Regions from separate parts of the Mus musculus genome. Here regions 1 and 2 are each linked to region 3. Evidence: chromatin contacts called from public Hi-C data. All regions are on one chromosome and are shown on one strand. The core of a region is the stretch at or near the end of the contact, and the rest is flanking DNA. Distances in the headings are between cores, read along the strand shown.

Region 1 (4,213 bases), core at 296-2,795, 250 kb before region 3:
GATGTGGGAATGCCCAGCCCATTGTGGCTGGGGTCATCCCTTGGCAGGTGGGCCTGGGTTCTATAAGAAAGAAGCAGAACAAGTCATGGGGAGCAACACAATAAACAGCACCTCTATGGACTCTGCATCAGCTCCTGCCATCAGGTTCCTGGCCTGCTTGAGTTCCTATCCCGAATTTCTTGGATGATGAACTATGTATCCAAGCAAACTCTTCCCCCACCCAACTTGCTGTTTGGTCATGGTGTTTTATTGTAGCAATAGAAACAGTAAAATGACAGGCTTATTCTTTTTTCTTTTCTTTCTCTCTTCCTTCCTTTCTTTCATATATATACTGCAGCTGTCCTCAGACACACCAGAAGAGGGCATCCGATCCCATTATGGATGGTAGTGAGCCACCATGTAATTTCTGGGAATTGAACTCAGGATCTCTGGAAGAACAGTCAGTGTTCTCAACTGCTAAGCCATCTCTCCAGACCCAGGCTTATTCTTTTAATTGAAAATTAAATCATATTTTGAACTTTATTGTATTTGAAATTTTTATTTTAATTGAAATTTAAAATTGTATTTTGCCCAGCGGCTATTCGGTAATCCTATGTTCTTCTTCCCTTTAAGCCTAGTGGCTCAGTGGCAACTTCCAACCACTCATCATGTGCTCCCCCAATTATGAAGTGAACCAGGAGTTCTCAGATCCAATGGGCCCTTACATGGCTAGAGAGGTTTAAAATATGTACATGCCAGCTGGGTGTGGTGGCGCACGCCTTTAATCCCAGTGCTCTCTTGAAGCAGAGGAAAAGCAGAGGACGGTATGTTCAAGGACGGCCTGGCCTATACAGTGACTTTCAGGCCAGCTAGCTAGGCTACATGTTTTTGTGTTGGTTTTTGATTTTTTGAGTCAGGGTTTCTCTGTGTAGCCCTGGCTGTCCTGGAACTTACTCTGCAGACCAGGCTGGCCTCGAACTCAGAAATCTGCCTGCCTCTGCCTCCCGAGTGCTGGGATTAAAGGTGTGTGCCACCACTGCCCAGCATGTTTTGTTTTTGTTTTTGTTTTATTTTTTAATTTTTAATTTTTTTAGGCTACATGTGAGACACTGTCTAAAATAAGCAAAACAAAATGCTCAAAACAAAGCCAGTCAATGTATAAATATACACCATTAGGCTCAGGAAACAAGTATGGCTGAAGTTCTGTCATTCTCAGGTTGAGGGGCTTGCTGCCTCTCTGAGGGACACAGTATCCTGCGGCCAGAAGGCCATGGCCTGCCTTGTGCAGCAATGGGGCATTTTCACAGGACCTGAGGGCCCTTTGAGGTGACAAGTTCTGATATCCCTTCAAAAGCAGATGGATAAACATAGGCCTAGAGAAGTAGGGAGCTTATACCAGGTCAGGTTGCAGGGGCAGAGGCAAGGCCCAAGGCAGTTCTGGGCGCTGTTGAACACAGTCTCGTAAAGGAGACCAGCAGAACTCTGGCTGATCGCTACCGAGTACTTTTTGCTGGAATCATTCAGACCGGTCACAGCCTGGTTGTCATGGAGATGGCAGAGAGGGCAGTTCCAGAGCTGGCAGGTAGGGGTGGGAGAGGGCAACATGCCAATATGCTAAACACTGACCAACTGTTGGTTAGGGCCTTATCGGAGAGACCAAGGCAGAGTACAGAGCCCTTGGTTCCAGGGACATCTACAGGGCTGTTCAGACTTCTATCAAGCATCTCTCCGGAGGACCAGGTGAGGGAGGCAGGCCCAGTTGGGGAGCTTCAACCGCCCATTGGCATCTTAGGCCAGAAGAGGTCAGCCCTGGCTAAGGCTCTTGAGGAAACGTAAGACTGGAGCTCAGGTCCTGGTAACAGTTGGGAATGCCTGGGACAAGGACCACAGAGGACAGATGGAGCAGTTTGGGAACACTGCAGGGAGGAAAGGAGTTTAGGGAAATAAAAACCCTTCCTTCCTTCCTTCCTTCCTTCCTTCCTTCCTTCCACTAAGGAACTTGTCACTTCCTCAGCACTAAGTCCAGAGCCCTGGGTGACATCCAGAAAAATGTGAGCTTTTGTTGTGGGTGGTGTGGCTTGGTGTTTTGGGGTGCCAGCAGTGGATGGCTTGTTGGGCAGTCTCCTACCAAATTACCTGATCTGGGCTGTCCTGGAGCTCACAGTCCTCCCCTCTCTGCTTCCTGCGTATCTGGGGTTACAGCTGTGTGTCATCACACCCCGATATTTTTCTAAAATTTAAAGAAGTCCAAACCAGGCATGCTGGTGCAGCCTGTCATCCCAACACTTGGGACACAGAGGCAGGAGGATCAGTAGTTCAAAGCTATCATCAGCCAAGCCATGGTGGCACATAACTTTAATCCCAGGCAGGTTGGCCTCTGAGTTGGAGGCCGAGTCTACAGAGTGAGTTCCAGGACAGTTAGGGCTCCACAGAAAAGCACCATCTCAAAACAAAGCTATCTTCAGCTATACAGTGAGCTTGAGACCGTCCTCAGCTACACAAGACACCATCTCAACAAGACAACAAAAACTAATAATATTTATAAATATTTTAATATTTATTATATTATTTTTAAATATTTAATATTTATTATATGTAAGTACATTGTAGCTGTCTTCAGACACTCCAGAAGAGGGCGTCAGATCTCATTACAGATGGTTGTGAGCCACCATGTGGTTGGTGGGATTTGAACTCCGGACCTTTGGAAGAGCAGTCGGGTGCTTTTACCCACTGAGCCATCTCTCCAGTCCAGCTTGTGCTGTCTTAACAGAAGAGGTAGTGAATGATCAGAGAAGGTTATAGGCAGCCACAGCACAGTCTAGACAGAGAGGAAGCCCCTGGGAGGTGAACCTGAAGAGGAAGCACCATATGGGAGGCTAGTCAGAGCTCCCCTCTTCCCTGTCCCTGCCCAGAGGTGCCTTGGGAGTGGTGACAGTCTCCAGAGTCAGAGCTGCCAGCTACAAAGATCTTACAGCGCAGGGCAGACAACAAAGAAAGAGCGAAAGGCCCGGAGGCGGAACAAGAAAGGCCGTGGCTCAGCTGAGGCAGAGGAGTAAGTTGCTGGGGAGGGACTGGAAGGTGCACTGGGGACTAGGAGGACCCTCATTCTGACTTCTCTCCTCTTCCTCCTGCAGTCTCTTCAGTCCACCTTCTCGAAAGCCTTCCTTCCCTTTCCAGTGGGCCTGGGAGAGCTTCATCATAGATGGCCAGGCTCTGTTTCAGTCAAGTTCCTCTATGGCCATGGGCCATCGACCCCTGCTCCTCCCTCCAGCAGCCCCCCAGTGCAAGTCCAGGCACAAGTCAGTAGCCAACCTCTCAGAAGACCTTCGAGCCTGCCACAAGATGGAAGAGCAAAGCGTGGGGAGGAGACATCACCTAGGGGGCTGGGCCAACTTTCCCCTGCCTCTGAGCAAAGTGGAGAGTCAAGGGCTAGATCAACCTAGCTTCTGGTTATCAGGGAAAGGGTCAGGATCAGAGTCTGAGGATGTCTTAGAGATAGAAGGCCAGAATTCTGAAGAGGCTGAGAAAAGTCTCAGCTCTGGGGAACTGCCTCAGCTCCCAGGGCAGAGCTTGATCTTGGAGGAGGAATTGATATCAGAGGCGATGGAGGAGGAACACAGCGACCCCCACAAGGGAAAGGGCAGTTCTGTCAATAAGGGGGGGAATTCTGGAGAGAAGGGCTCAGAAGAGGGGGAGCTGCAGAGCCACAACCAGGGAAGCAGCTCTAGCTTCAACAGTCTCCGAAAGCCACAGAAGGGGATCTCAAGGGCCAAGGACCTGAAGGGGCCCTGGGACCTGGAGCGGCTACACAGGCAGTTACAGGAAGAACTGGAATGTGGTTAGTACCGCAGGGAGGCCTGAGGTGCCGCCATCCTGGGAACTCTGTGCTCAGATGGAGGGGTGGGGTCGGCGGTAGAAGCTGGGGTGGGCCAGGAGTTGTCTGGATGCTGGGTGGAACTGCCCAGGGAACCAGGAGAGAGTGTGATCCAGACTTGGTGTTCCCATGGAAAGGTCCCCAGAAGCAGACCTGGAAGGCGCTGCGGGCAGCTGTCCAGGCCTCTGCCAGGAACAAGAAGACCCCCATCTTGGGAGATGATGAAAGTTTCTTGTCTGCCAACTTCCCTAATCGTACTTTCCATAAACGACAGGAAGCCACCAGGTGAGGACAAAAGAGGAAGGGAAGCAAGAAGTGAGGGAAGGTGGAGAGGGGCGTCTTTCTTTCTTCCTTTCTTTC
Region 2 (4,704 bases), core at 458-2,957, 200 kb before region 3:
CGTGTGCACGCTATGGCACGCACACACACGCACCTCTCCCATGCTGAGGCATGAACATTTCTCTTAAAAAAAAGTAATAAAAAATAGATAAGTAAAGTGGGGAAAAAAAAAAGAAAAGAGGGAAAGTGGCTTTGAGCTAGTCAGAAAACATGAAATAAGATGCCCGGGGAAGGAAACTTTGCCAGGGCAGCCCACGTGCAGCTGCCATGGGGTGGCTGATCTGCTCCTACCCCACTGGATGTCCAGTGTCCTTAGGGATGAGAGTGTGGAACTGTCATTGTCAGTCAGAAGAACAGCTTTAGGAAAAAAGACTTGTCATCCTATTTCCCGTAGGACACCCAGGCCCTGAGTGACTATCCAAAGCCTCCCAGTTAGAAAGATGGCACCTGGCGTGACTCACCCCTCTTCGGAGGCAAGTCTTTCTTTTCAAACTCAGCCTGAGCTAAGAACATAGACAAGAACTTGACCTGGTAGCACAGGCTTGTAATCCCTGCCAGGAGGCTGAAGCTGGGAAGCCACAGACTCAAGGCCTGCAGTCTACAGAGCAAGGGCTTCACGGTCAGCCTGGGTGATCAACAAGTCCCTATCTAGAGATAAGGAGTAAAACGAGGGCTGCATGCCGGGCATGGTGGCGCATGCCTTTAATCCCAGCACTTGGGAGGCAGAGGCAGGCAGATCTCTGAGTACGAGGCCAGCCTGGTCTACATACAGAGTGAGTTCCAGGACAGCCAGGGATACATAGAGAAACCCTGTCTTGAAAACAAAACAAACAAACAAACAAACAAACAAAAAAAACGAGGGCTGCAGGTGAAGTGTTTGCCCAGCATGCATAAGACCCTAGGTTCAAGCCCAGCAAAATGAAATGAGGCTAGGGATATTAGTTGGTAGAGTGCTTGTCTCTAGCACACATGAAGCCCTGCATTCTGTTCTCAGCACCAAATAAAATATGATGGTAATGCTAGCACTTGGAAGGGAGAAGCAGGGAGATCAGGAGTTCAAAGTCATCCTGAGCTATGAAATTCAAGGTCAGCCAGGGACACACAAGATCTTATTTTATAGCACACACACACACACACACACACACGACTTAGGCTCTTCAGTATACTTACTTACTAGGGACCAGTTGAAATCGTTGCACATATTACTTCTCCCTTCTGTGCCATGGCGTCCCACCTCTGCAAAGTGAAAGGGTCAGCCAACCGGGTCCACCATGGCTGTGAGGGACAGTAGTGCCGGCTTGAGTAGTAAGGACTCCTACCCACCCACCGTTTGTTTGCATGGCACCCGGCCTCTCTTAGGCTCTTTACCTGTGTCAGTTCATCGATCCTTATAGCATTTATTTTTCAGAAGAAGAAATGCAGGCTGGGAGTTATAATTTCTCTAAAAATGGCACGATAAGAAAATGGTGGCAATGCCGGATGATAGTGGTGCACACCTTTAATCCCAGCACTCGGGAGGCAGAGGCAGGTGATTTCTGAGTTCGAGACCAGTCTGGTCTACAAAGTGAGTTCCAGGACAGCCAGAGCTACACAGAGAAACCCTGTCTCGAAACAAACAAACAAACAAGAAAGAAAGAGAGAGAGAAAGAAAGAAAGAAAGAAAGAAAGAAAGAAAGAGAAAAGGAAATGATAAAATGATAGCAGTAAGAATGTAACCATATAATTGCTTTTGGCAACTCAAACGTCAGGGCCCTGGTATGAACTGTTCTCTCCCTCCTGGGAGATAGGAATGATAGGCCAGCATCTCTACACGTAGAGGTTCTGGGACCTGTGTGCCATCTCTGGTTCTTACACTGCGTAGGTAGGGGAGGTGCACCCGCCTCCAGGCACCTGCAAGCTGGTCCAGGCTTGCTAAGGAAACAAGCAGGCGTTGGGCGGGGCCGGGAGGGGCCCGCGAAGGCTGTAAAAGCCGCGCAGGATGGAAGTCCAGACACTGAATCCGCGGCTATGGAGCGTCCTCACTTCCCGCTGGCGATGGGCCTTGGCCTGCTCGCATTCTGCCTCCTGACCCTGTCACCTGACGCCCGCGCCGAGCTGCGGAGCCGCAGGACCGGAGAACGCCAGAACTTGTCACCCACCGACCCGCGGGTGCAAAAGGCCGCACAGGCAGCTGTGGCCAGCTACAATATGGGCAGCGACAGCCTCTACTACTTCCGAGACACCAAAGTCATCGATGCAAAATATCAGGTGCGGTGGCTGGGACAGAGGTTGTGGGACAGGTTATGGAACAGAGTGGCTGTGGAGAGGGACAATTTGGAGAGGGACAGGGACAGGGGGACCGAGGACAGGTGACAGGAGACAGGAGATAAACAGAGAGCTGCTTAGCTTGCTACCAAACACAAGGGGGCACTAAAACCAACCATAACCCCCAGACCTTTCTATGAAATACTTCAAAACAAAACAGATTAGTAAAGTCCTCTGGAAGCAGCGCTATCTAACTATCAAAGAAATGCAGGATGCAGCCTCCTTTGGCATAACTAACCTCACTTCCCCAACCTGCCAGGTGGAGTGGAAGGGCCCAGTGTAGGTGCCACATACCATTCACCTTTACAGTCTAGCCGCAGACAGGAGCTCTCCAGCTTCTTGCCCAGCCTAGGGCTCTGCTCACACACAGAAGTTCCTGCCTCCACTCCAGGTCTGAATATGTAGGTCAGAGGGTTGCATTTGCCTGGGAGAGTGGAGACTCTTAGAGGGAGGGAAAGCATAGACACACAGGTTGGACTCCCAGGCATCTCTCACCTGCCCTGTTTGGTTCCCAGCTGGTGGCTGGCATCAAGTACTACCTGACTTTGGACATAGAAAGCACAGAGTGCCGAAAGACCAGAGTCTCTGGAGAACACATGGACCTCACCACCTGCCCTCTGGCTGCAGGGGGGCAGCAGGAGGTAACAGCACCGACCCCATCCCAACCCCATGCAGGGTCTGAGGCCCTTAGCTTGTCTATCCTGACCAGTCTATCTGGTCAGGCAGAAGCCTGGCTCCACCTGTTCGCTTTGGCTCTTGTATGACTCAGGCCAGGGTGGAGTGCAGAAGAGAGACTGGGGATTCCTCGTGGGGTAGGAGTTGCCTGAGATAAACCTGGGAGCATCTCCTGCCTTCTGATTCCATGTTTTGGGACCACTCATGGTCTGTCCCCGGCTCCAGAGAGACGTGGCCGTCAGGGGGGCTGACTTCTGGGAGGAGGAGGTTGCTGCCAACCTCACCCTCCTTGTCCTCTGTGCTTCCCTCTCAGAAACTGCGTTGCAACTTTGAGCTCCTTGAAGTCCCCTGGAAGAACACTACTCAGCTTCTAAAGCATGACTGCGTGCAGGTGTGACCGGCCCCAGGGTGACAGAGTCAGGGCCCCATGGGAACAAGCATGGTGGAGGCGCCTCAGGGCCACGGGCCACGTCTGTTGCAATAAATCTGCAGCTCTGCTTCTTGCACTGCTTTCTCCTGTGTGTTTCACTCACCCTGACCCTCACTCTGCTCCCAGTGACTCTCAGAACCCCACAGCTGACTGGGCACCATGTCCTTACCCTCCAGGGGAGCCCCTACTGATCCCTCTGAGGCAGTACTGAGGGTAGGGTCCTCAGAGGAAGCCCCTCTTCCAGACATTTTCAGTGGTCTCAGAGGAGGAAAGAAAGACACAGAAGATGGATACCGGAGACTAGCTACAGTAGGGATGTCTGTGTGAGCCAGTCCAGCCTCTCTCCCAGGGTTCATGCTGGGACTCCGAGGAGGAGGGTGTCAAAACCTGGGGTCAGGAGGGTCGCAAAGCCTGATGGCTCAGACCAGTGAGTTTTTTAGTGACACAGCTCTTGTTATTGCCCTCAAATGGTGAAGCAGCAAAGAGCACCAGCCAGCGGCTTACAGGGCCCTCATGAGACCTTGCTTGCTTTTAGCAAGGTACATTCTGCGACAGCAGCAAAGCCTTTCATATCTCGGTAGCTGGAATGTTTTTCTTTTTTTCTGAGGAAGGGTTTCTCTGCATAGCCCTAGCTGTCTTAGCACTCACTCTGTAGACCAGGCTGGCCTCAAACTGAGAGGTCCACCTGCCTCCGCCTCCCAAGTGCTGGGATCACAGGCACGCACCATTCCAACTCAGCATGTCTGGAACATTTGACCACATATATATTGGGGGAATGTCAAGTTCTCAGACTACAGCCCTCTAAGGCCCCGACACCAGGCCTTATGGGCATGACTGTGGCTACATGAGGGACCTCCAAGCAGTCTCCAATCCAGTCCAGTCCCCTCATCAGCTAGCTTGTGAAGGGAAGCCCCTATCCTGCTGAACTCTCAGTACCAAACAGTTGTGTAAGATGGCTGCTCAACTCCATGGGCCCTACAGGACTGGGTTTCCAGCTCACAAAGATTCTCGTATGTACTGGCAGCTGGAGGTGACTTTCTCTCCTGAGTTCCTTAGGCCAGAGGTCATGAAGCCAGTACACACCCCTCACATCCTTCCCAGGGGTACTTTCTCAGAGTTTTGCTCTGGGAAAGATTCCTAAATGATCCTGAGCCATGGAGTTCCAGAGGGGACAAGAACTGCTATCCAGGAGGGATCACTCTCACAGGAGGGACAGGGACCAGACAATGTCATGTTGGACTGAAGGAAGCAGGTGTTAGATTCTTTGTAAATTTCTTTGTAGTTGTAATTCTTGTTATACACATGGTCAAACAGTTAGGGGAGGCAGTCCCAGGACCCATTCAGGTGCCTGTGGAC
Region 3 (4,572 bases), core at 38-2,537:
CCTCCCAAGCTCCCCTTCCCTCCATCATTGTGTCCCTTGCCTCCTCTCTCATTCACTCAGAGGACTGTAGCTTTTCATCATCTCCATGGCAAGAGTCCTGATAGGAATCTCTGCAGATCCCTTGACCAACTCCGTAGCATGCTACCCAACCAGTGTCTGCGAAGCCTGAGTTGCTGCTGAGCCTTGAGTGCTGATTCACTCAGCCTTGGGAGCTGCTCTCTGAGCTGCAGTCACCGCTGACAGCCACTGTGCTTCTTTGCTGCAGGCCCTTCTTTGAGGGGATGTCTCAGTCCAGCTCACAGACGGAGATTGGCAGTCTCAACAGCAAGGGCAGCCTCGGGAAAGACACCACCAGTCCTGTGAGCAGAACGATGGTGAAAAGGGTTGGGAGAGGGACCTGCCGTATTTGGGTTCTCACTCTGGGCCCTCTGCTTCTCTTAAATGTCACTCCTTTGGGGGCCTACAAAGTATCTTCAGTCTTCCTCCTCTGAGCCCTGCCTCGGAACCCTCCCTGAGAGCATGGGGCAGAGTGCATGCCATTTGGCCTATCGGGAAGAGAGTCTGCCTTCAGGCTACAAAAAGAATCAGGTATAAAAGGACAAAGTGATCTGTCCAGGAAACAGGGGAGAGCAATACGGTGGAAGAATGTACTGTTTAGTGAGTAGGTTTCATTCTGCCTGCTGAGCAGGAGAGCTGTCTGCTATGGCTCCTAGCAGCTGGTCAGAGACTGAAGCCTGTCGTTGTCAAGCCCTCCTCAGCCTTGCAGAAAGAAGCTGTTCATACCTTTGCCCACAACTAAAGGCAGACAGTCACCATATATAGTTTTAGAACCGAGCTCTGATGTGCTATTTAGAGCCATATTTTTCTGTTAATGAGAGAAACTGATTATCTCCAGTTCTTACTATTCTGGCATCAAATGAGGCATAATAATGTGTTCACAGGGGGAATACACATCTTACTCTGCAGTGGCTATTAACTGTGAGGAGATGAGCTGGCGGTGCCAGGCACTCCATCTGTCCAAAAGCAGTCTGTGGCTGGCCAGGCTCCTGTCCTGTGTGTGTGTGTACCTTCTTCTGGGGCATCTCAGCGACCTTTCTTCCTTCTGCCACCAGATGGAGCTGTCTCCCAGCTTATCTGTTTATTAAAGAACAGCTGGCTGCCAAGCCCACCTAGAACTGTACCACAGTAAGGAAGTGAAAGAAGGAAAACTGTGGCCAATGCTAAAAATTGCCCTTGGAGAAGCGTCAGCCTGCAGCTTGCAGATCCACCTTCCCAGCACCTTTCAAGCAGGTTCATAGTGGTTGAGAGCCAAAGAGGCAGTGTTTAGTGTGCTGCTAATATTGGGGCATGGCTCAGAACAGCTTTTCCTCACAGAGACCTGCCAGATGGCTACAGAAAGTCTCTGTCCTTGTGGATAAATAATTGACCACTAGAGCACTCAGAGCACCATCTCTGGGAAGAACCCCAGAGCCTGCTGAAGGGAAGATGATTGCACCGTGCTCTGTGAGTGATGAGCAGCGTGCTACTGTGACAGAGTATTCGTAAGGTGTTAACCAAGCCAGTGGTCATGAAGCAGTAAGCATAGAGTATGGCATACGTGAGTGTTCAGTAAATGGTCATGACCACTAAATGAGTAAGAGGAGCTGTTTAATATGGGGGGAAAGGTGTTTCTGCATTGGCAGAAGTTGACTATGTAGCCCTTGATTTGGCAAAAACAAACAAGGAAGCCACTTTTAATCCCAGCAGAGGTGGATCTTTGTAAGTTGGGGGCCAGCCTGGTCTACTTACTGAGGCCCTAGCTCAAACAAGGAAACAGAAAGCCTTCAACTGTAAGGGGTGAGTTTTCCAGAGTGAATCTTAACTCCATCTTCCCGCTGACTTGCTTCTTCTCAAGGCTGTTTCCTCATCTGCAACGCCTACATGGAAAACGTGTTCTCTAAAAAGCCATGTGGGAACGCTGTGAGATCCTGTGGGTCAGACTTAGGCAGAGTGTGCTGATTGATAGGCCTACTGAAGTACAGTTCTTTAGCACATCCCATTTTAGAGTTCCAAAACTGACAGACCATGAGTGTCTTCTGCGCAAGTCCTTCAATGCTAGTTCCCTTGGCCAGACCTCAAATCCGCTTTGTTGTCTCCCTGCTGAGATTTCTATTTTGAAGAGCCCATATGTCTGGGTGTGGGTGTAGAACTGTGGAATCCGTTGGGATGGAGGCACTTTGGGATGGTAGAACAAGGCTGTGCTCTTAACTTAAGGTAGATTAGGCAAAGGTGTGAGTGTTGGATCTAGTGGTTGCGCACTTCCTGTCTCACCTTGAGAGCCTCTCACCCCCATGGCTAAGCACTAGTTCTTTGTTTTGTTTCAGGATCGGGTCTGACTATGTAGCTCTGGCTATTCTTCTGGAACTTACAATGTAGACCAGGCTGGCCTAGAACTTAGAGAGATCTACCTGCCCTTGCACCCTGGAGTGCTGGGATTAAAGGCATGTGCCACCATGCCTGGCCTACTTTTTTTTTTTTTTAACTTTTTTTCTTTTTGTGGCACAGGGAATAGAACCCAGGCTTTATCTGAACTAAGGAATCTACCAGTGAGCTATGTCACCAACCTTGCTAATGTATTTTCTTTTTTTAAATTTTACTTTGTGTATGAGTGTTTTGTCTGTACATATGTATACATGTGTGCCTGGTGCCCACAGAAGTCTGAAAAGGGTGTAGGGTCTCCTAGAACTGGAGTTACACATAGCTGTGAGCCAGCATGTGGTGTCAGGAGCTGACCCTGAACAACTTCAAGAACAGCAAGTGCTCTTAACCCTGGAGCCAGTTCTCAAGACTTGTGGGGTTTCTTTTTAATTTCCTCCAAGGGAGTCTCACTGGGGAAACAAACTACTCTTTTTTTTTTTTTTTTTTTTTTTGCAAAGATTTATTTTATTTTATTTTATGTGAGTACACTGTAGCTGTCTTCAGATGCACCAGGAGAGGGCATCAGATCTCACTATGGGTGGTTGTGAGCCACCATGTGGTTGCTGGGATTTGAACTCAGGACCTTCAGAAGAGCAGTCGGTGCTCTTAACCACTGAGCCATCTCTCCAGCCCAGTTGTGGGGTTTCTTAATCTCCCACTTTTAGGCTCCAAATTCTTAGAGGATTCACTTTACTACTACAACAAGAAAGGATTTCTGCTGATACAGATTGTAGCAGTTGTTGAGTTTTCAACTCTTGAGACTCAAACACACAATCACAACATAATTTGGTTCTCTGTGCTTGTAAAGCCTGCCTCAGGACCCCCACCCAAGCCGCAGTCAGCCAAAGCGGAAGTCTGAAGCTGTGACAGTCTCCCTTCTCTGCCAAGCAGAGGCAGCACCAAAAGTGTTAGAGATTAGTACTTCCCCTAACATGCCAAGGTCATTGAGCTACACCGCAGCCCAGCCCAGCCCAGCCCTGCCCTGCCCGGCCCTGCCCTGCCCTGCCCTGCCCTGCCCAGCCCAGCCCAGCCCAGCCCAGCCCAGCCCTGCCCTGCCCTGCCCTGCCCTGCCCTGCCCGGCCCTGCCCTGCCCTGCCCTGCCCTGCCCTGCCCGGCCCTGCCCTGCCCTGCCCTGCCCTGCCCTGCCCTGCCCTGCCCTGCCCAGCCCTGCCCTTTAGGTATATTGGAGCAGGAACAGAAGTTTCAGGAGTCATGAGTTTGTTCCAGTTCTTCTTTGTCACATGCCCTTAATGCAGCTCCTATAGAAGTGGGGAAGTAGATGTCCCCAGAAGCTTCCATAGTGCCATGAAAACAACAGTGTAGCTGTCTCAGGGTTTGACAAGTCATGCCACCTTGAAACCACCCAGTGGAAATTCTTGCTGAACCCCCAGAGTGAGCTTCTACCCTAGGTCCAACCAAGCAGGGCTTTTCTGGATTCTAGACTGTTAATATTGGTTAGTCTGTGTGATGTAAATAGACTAAACACACACTCTGGAGGCAGCCTGTTCTGTGTGGCTGTGAGTTGTTACACAGGTCATGCCATTTCAAGCTCTGATGTTACTGCCTCTAGCTCAGGTACGTCAGATATGTCTTGCAGATGGCTTTAAGCTGTGGTTCTCCACAAGGGATGGTCTGCCTCTCAGAAGACATTTGTCATTGGTTTGAAAAATTTTAGCCCAACAGGAAGGGCTACTACTAGCATCTAGAGAATCAAAGACAAACTGGGGACACGGATGGTGGAGCCCTAAATGTTATTCCAGGTGGAAACACCCTGGCTTTTAGTATAGCATAGGGAGGGTTTTCCTGGTTGGTTAGTTCACCCAGTGGCATCCTGAATTAGCCTACCATTTCCAGTTATGTATATTTTACAAAGAGAAAAAAAAACTTTGAGTAGTTGAGATTAAATGAGATATCCTGAATATCTTCTTCATCCTTTGGTTTCATAGAAGAAAGAAATTCTCTGGGGCCAGTGCCTCCCTGACTCCTGTACCTTTTTGCCCATAACTGGCTGTGATGCTTGTCTGGCCAGATTATTAGCAAATATGAATGATCTTGTTTGTCCATCTGTGTCTGCTTAATAAATTCTTCACATTATGAGAAGTGCTAATAAGACAG

Evidence for each region. A called contact is a pair of places that touch in the nucleus more often than the background predicts.
Region 1: a Hi-C map of bone marrow-derived macrophages shows a contact between it and region 3, with 29 read pairs. A contact is called at or near these places in 2 of 39 promoter capture datasets (the HPC-7 cell line, HPC-7-derived erythroid cells and trophoblast stem cells), 2 of 484 Hi-C or Micro-C datasets (bone marrow-derived macrophages and nephron progenitors), 2 of 130 datasets of targeted methods (bone marrow-derived macrophages and embryonic stem cells) and 2 of 9 other capture datasets (embryonic stem cells and pancreatic islet).
Region 2: a contact with region 3 is called in a Hi-C map of bone marrow-derived macrophages, with 40 read pairs. A contact is called at or near these places in 12 of 39 promoter capture datasets (the 3T3-L1 cell line, the C10 cell line, the HPC-7 cell line and 6 more), 37 of 484 Hi-C or Micro-C datasets (the 63-12 cell line, B cells, the Ba/F3 cell line and 21 more), 10 of 130 datasets of targeted methods (bone marrow-derived dendritic cells, embryonic midbrain, embryonic stem cells and 6 more) and 5 of 9 other capture datasets (adipose tissue, embryonic stem cells, liver and 2 more).

The regions. Positions count from the first base shown.
Region 1 is chr19:5,399,838-5,404,050 of GRCm38.p6, reverse strand. Tsga10ip (testis specific 10 interacting protein) reads left to right here and starts at 1,545. Exons shown (of 8, transcript NM_001373978.1): 1 at 1,545-1,719; 2 at 2,892-3,031; 3 at 3,114-3,817; 4 at 3,991-4,138. The coding sequence starts at 1,591.
Region 2 is chr19:5,346,577-5,351,280 of GRCm38.p6, reverse strand. Cst6 (cystatin E/M) reads left to right here and starts at 1,707. Exons shown (of 3, transcript NM_028623.5): 1 at 1,707-2,186; 2 at 2,759-2,884; 3 at 3,232-4,704. The coding sequence starts at 1,947. The coding sequence ends at 3,315.
Region 3 is chr19:5,148,061-5,152,632 of GRCm38.p6, reverse strand. It overlaps Pacs1 (phosphofurin acidic cluster sorting protein 1), which reads left to right. Exons shown (of 24, transcript NM_153129.3): 10 at 266-359. Among named protein-coding and RNA genes, the nearest start is that of Gm30840, 25 kb to the right of the region's middle.